Linked DNA regions of Zea mays: region 1 is linked to region 2. A link is a contact called in public Hi-C data. All regions are on one chromosome and are shown on one strand. Each heading gives the region's core, a stretch centred on a gene start, on an enhancer-like site or on the middle of the called end of the contact. The rest is flanking DNA. Distances are from core to core; before and after follow the strand shown. Region 1 holds the start of LOC542344 (plastid phosphate/phosphoenolpyruvate translocator 2). Region 2 holds the start of LOC100382057.

Region 1 (2,700 bases), core at 130-2,629, 130 kb after region 2:
TGCCTCAACATAGCCACCAAAAAACATAGGTGACATGTCAAAACACTGAAATATAGAAGCCAGATTGTCTTGAGCATACAGCCTGTTAAAAAATTTAAAACCCTTAAAACTACAGAGAAATGGTAGTCTAAAAAATTAACCTCAGATATGGAACACCTATGTAAGTATGTATCATGACTTGAAGTTGAAAACACATCAGATGGGTGCAGTCTGGAGTGCATATAACAGATCCTTGAAAAGATTGATGCTCTGTACAACTTTTAAAAAGTACATATACTTCGTATCTTCAGATATACAAAGCAAGCATCAAATTTATTGTAATCGTCATTGAGTATGGTTAAAACTACAATGTAGATACTACCTAAACTTGGCTGTATTTTATAAAGTTAAGCAAAATCTTGTCTAGAAATGTGTGGTATGAGGCAGTTTTCTTTCTGTGTAGCATGTGGAGCTTGTATCGGTTACAGATCATGATGGGTTGGAGCGATTTGTTTTGCAGCCACGCAGAAAGCGGGATGACCTATATTTAGTTTCAGATTATGAGGATAAAAAAAGACATCTGTGATAACTTATTCATAAATTTCTCAATAAAAAAGGTCAAGGTCAATTGGCTCTTGAGTCTTCACTTAACCTGATGGATGGAAGATGATACAGGAAGATAATTTTGACATATGGACAAAGAAAATTACGTGATGTTTAGACATAGGTACACCACCACATGGAAAGGACAATTGGAAGAAACATGAACAGTCCATGGGCCGCTTTTCAACATAGCACGCAGGGTCTCTCCTTGACTAAGTTTAGATCAAGGAAATTGGAAACTAATAGAAGGATCTGTCCTTTGCACGCATGCACCAAAATAATCAAAATCACCACACTTGCTCTAGTCGATCAGAACCAAATCACTCGTCCGCGGTAACTAACCAGAGGTGAGGCCAGCAATTGGGTTGCTCGCGCATCAGGAATGCAACGCGTCGCACAACACAGGGACAGGGAGACGCCAGTGATTTTCGTCAGTCAGTTCACCTGCTTGTTGTAGATGTTGAAGTAGATGTTGAAGAGGTACCAGAGCCCGAAGAGCGACCCCAGCTGCAGCGTCTTGACGAGCCCTCCCCCCGCTTCCTCTACGGCCCCATCAGCCGCCGCCACCTTCCCGGCCGCGGCCACGTGCCGGCCGGCCCTGCATCTCCGGTACTCCTCCTCCAGCGGCGAGTCCGGCAGTAGGCTGGCGCGGGCGGAGAGGCAGAGGCCGCGGGGCGCGAGGATCGGCTGTGCGGCGCCGCTGCACGCGCCGGCGCCGCGCCGTGGGCTAGGGTAGGTGGGGAGTGGCCGCGCGGCGCATGGCCGAACGAGACCGATGGCAGCCGTGCTCTGCATGCCCGTCCCGGGAGGAGATGAGACCGCGGTACTCTGGAAGAGGCGGGCGGAGGCGGCGGAGGGCACGAGGTTTTCACCGGCTTGGCGAGGGCTGGCGCAGGCGGTGGCGTCAGCTGACAGTGCGCGAGATTTGGAGTGAGGGCTTTCAGACCAGGGTTTCTGTATTGAGTTGAATGCAGCGACGAGGCCACGTTGAGCTGGCTATCTGGCATGCGGGCCGTGGGAGCCTGTGGGACCGTTTGGCAGTTGGCGGATGGATCCGACGTGGACTTGGACCGTGCTGTCGCTGCCAAACAAGCCGGTCGGGTCCCACCAGTCGGCGTCGGATCACCGTGCGATCCGCCAACTCCAGCGTTGGCTTGGCTGCCTGCTGGCCACGGGTGCGCATTTTAAAACCGAAACATGAATCCGAACCTAAACCGGATTCGGTTTAATATGTGCTATATTTCAGGGTATGAATTCTGGTTCGATTTCTAAGTATGTGATGATATTATTATATGATGTATGAATTTATTAGCTAAAAATTATGATATCATCTTAACGATAGTATATATATCTCAGTATGCTATGTCTATAGTCACTTGTTGTAATATATTACTTCTAATTAATTATTAATTGTATATATTTTAACAAAAGATACTAGTCTCTCTACTATTCGGGTCTATTCGGTGAACCGAATAGACCGAACCGAAATTGTGGGTCTATTCGGTTCGGTTCCTAAAATTATTTTGAAAATTTCGGTTCTCATTTTTTAGAATCCGAAATTTCAAAAACTCAAATAGACCGAACCGAATTACCCTAATAGACCGAATGCCCAACCCTACCGCTCGCTGCTGCGCGATGGATTGGAGTGGATGCGAGAGTCTCCACTCGAGATGAAAACAGACCCGAACAGATGGGAAAATTCCTCCTCTACCGTATAAAGTTGTTTGTCTTCACAGCAGCGGCGGTTGTTTATGCAGTAAGAGTACAGTAGTATGTGAGAGTGGGTCGTAGCCGATATACATGTCCAAACGGGTAGACAGTGCTGGCCCGACATGTCTGGGCCCGTTAGGTTGACAGGTCGTGCCGCATTTCAGGGCCAAGCACAACAAGGATATAACTATATCGTGTCGGGCTGGCCCGTAGCCCACTGTAACGCCCCGAATTTTTGCAGTTGAATTTTTTTCTTTTCTTTACTCGCCAAAATTCGGGCGTTACCTTTTCTTTTTCTTTTCCCTTCGCTAAACCTTGACCTTTTCCAAAGTTCTAGCGGGATTCGGTTTGGATTTCCCGTGTAAGAAAAACCCTAAATACTTTGTGTTGTTTGATGCACCATGCCGA
Region 2 (2,700 bases), core at 44-2,543:
TACTTGAAGCATCAGTTTCAACGGTCGTCACGCGTCATCTTTTTATAAATAACCCCTCACTGCTATTTCAAATTAATCCGCTGCACGTCTATAGATGGCCAAACGGCGTCCGACATGGGCTAGACGCACGCGGGCCACAACTATGGCCCAGACACGTCATGCCGACCTGCTAACTGTGTCGGGCCAGCCCGTTAGCCCGTCGACCCATTTAATTAAATCAACATAAAATGTTAAAAACAGTGCTGGAGGTGGGGTTCGAACCCATGTTCTGATGGAAGAAGGATGGGAGACACTGTGTGAAGCTGTCTAACCAGTAAAACATCATGTTAAGATGTTTTAATATTGAATATAAATTGTATATAGGTATATACTTTTTTTGTAAAATAAAAAAAATAATCGTGTCGGGCCGGGCCAGCACTACGGGCCGAGGCTACAACCCAAGCATGGTACTACGTTTTTGGCTCTTGCAAATATTAGGTCGTTTCTGATACCACATTGGCGCAATGGACTACATGGTGTTTGAGGTTGCTGAATTGGATGGAGCAACAATGATTTGTCACACTAATAGCAAAATGAAAGGTTATTTGTTGGTTTTAAACATTAGTAATTACTACGAAATAACATAATTTATATGGAGTGCATCCGGTTTTAATTGATGCCTGACTTTAGCAACCACTCCATATTTTGATCTATCTTTTTTTATAAGTTTGACTTCATGGGACTTATTTTAGAAACTTGAGCTTACAAACTTTGTTTTATTTGGTCTCTGTATGATGGAATTATGTCATTTTATAATCTCTATTCATTCAGTCAGTCGTTATGAAACCTTTTCTAATCGCTCACTTCATTAGCCGTGTTGTACCAAGACATATTGCATGGAGTAAACAATAACATCAGTTAGCCAAATCAAAAAAATATTATACAAAGAGCAGAGACAATCAATAAAAAATTTTGAATTTTTTTATAAATAGTTTACGTGAGTATTGTTGTAAACCGTCGCAACGCACGAGCAACCGACTAGTTTGATTTAATATATTTGTTTAGTATCCACTTTTGTATATAGATTGATTAACCTTTAATTTAATAATTTAGGGAAAAACTATAGTGGACTACGATTTTTTTTACGCAGGGTGCAGTAGAATCAAAGATTCCGGTAGGCGGCAATACAATTCCCTCGGAATCTGATGCGCAAGCCGACGATTTTGATTCTTATACAGGTTACGTCCATTCCGAGCGGCTGATTTCCTATCAAATGGAGGTTAGCCGCCTGAAAGAAATTGCATTGCATTCCATTCCATTCCATTCCAATTTCCACTGGCAGTGAAACAGCCAAAGAACAGAAAAAAATATAAAAAGGTGGGCGTGCAACTTTCCCTTCCTTCGCCGAAGCCGCGCGACGGAAACCCCAAACCCAACCTCATCTCTTTTCTCGGCCTCTACCGCCCCCTCGATCGGTCGGCCGGTCAGCTATGACGCCGGGAAGCTCGGCCGCCGGATCCGGCGTCGTCGGTGAGCAATATCCCTCTTCCTACTCGCGCCTCCGTTTTTCCGCCCCGACTATATTTTTTCCCGCGATCTTTCTTTTGCCTAGCAGATCGCCAGATCTTTTAGCGGGAGACGGTGTTGCAGTAATTCTTCTGCATCTGGTGTCACTTGTTCCGTGGACGGACGGAATATGCACACTTGGCCACTTGGGGATGTAATAGGGTGTGGGGAATTTCTGTTTGCGAGTGTCTGATCAGGCGGCAGCGACGCGCTTGTCGATAGATACTAGTTGATCCCGTCTGCCGGCGGTAGGGTTGCCGTGGGATTAATCGGTTCATGTGTGGAATTGATTTGGAGAGGGGTAAGAGAGGTGTAGCACACGACACATGTTGGATCCTTTCCGAGTATGTGCTGGTGCTGATGCTCATGCTTCCCTCTGGTTTTGATGAAGCGGGTAATAGCACTAGGTATCTCCACATCAGAGTATTGTCCAAGGTTTATGCGTACGATTTATGCTGCACTGGCCACAAAACCTATTCCAGTCGTGCTCTGGTTCGTTGTTCTGCACATATGCTCCCTTCACTGCACCTGTTCTCGAGCGTCGAACCGTGAACATTCGTTGCATCTCCAGGATTGTTCTATTGTTAGAACAGTCATGCGACATGGATCTACCTATTTGGCTGACTGTAAGGGTAAGCCCCAACCACGTATAAAGGAAAATCCATGCATCTTGCACATAGTATATAATGGACATCTGAGCCTTTTAAGATAGAGCTTGCATTGAGACTGTTGTGGTCCTCGATTGTTGCTTTTGTTTCTGGGTGTGCTTATATAGTCATTACAAACTCTCAAGTCTCCTGCTATTGGATGTTAGCTCAATTGGTTGAATCATTCTAAGTTGCCATGTTTATGAGTACTTCATACTAAATATCCTCTTGTTTTGTTTCTTAAGCTTATGATTCTTCAATTGTTGTCTCATGTTACTCTCTGCTTGGCGGAACTCTATGCAACAAGAAACCAGTAACTGTCCTACTATACTCTTTCCATCGATAGAGCAATGGCAGTGAGCCTGTTGTGTCTTTTTTTCTTGTTCAAGCAGACAAGCACAGCAATTATGTTCTAGCCTAAGTGCCTGTATTGGCTTATTGTTTGTTCAACAACAGAGCAAACTGTTTTTTCAGTGGAAACAAGTGCATATTATATTACCAATCAGAA

The links. Hi-C and Micro-C count contacts between places; a contact is called where the count stands out from the background.
Region 1: a contact with region 2 is called in a Hi-C map of tassel, with 1.6 times the contacts expected there. The contact joins the promoter of LOC542344 here to the promoter of LOC100382057 in region 2. A contact is called at or near these places in 2 of 25 Hi-C or Micro-C datasets (bundle sheath and tassel).

Annotation. Positions count from the first base shown.
Region 1 is chr7:86,465,613-86,468,312 of Zm-B73-REFERENCE-NAM-5.0, forward strand. It overlaps LOC542344 (plastid phosphate/phosphoenolpyruvate translocator 2), which reads right to left and starts at 1,380. Exons shown (of 9, transcript NM_001111923.2): 1 at 1,027-1,380. The coding sequence starts at 1,377.
Region 2 is chr7:86,332,928-86,335,627 of Zm-B73-REFERENCE-NAM-5.0, forward strand. It overlaps LOC100382057, which reads left to right and starts at 1,294. Exons shown (of 4, transcript NM_001174822.1): 1 at 1,294-1,509. The coding sequence starts at 1,470.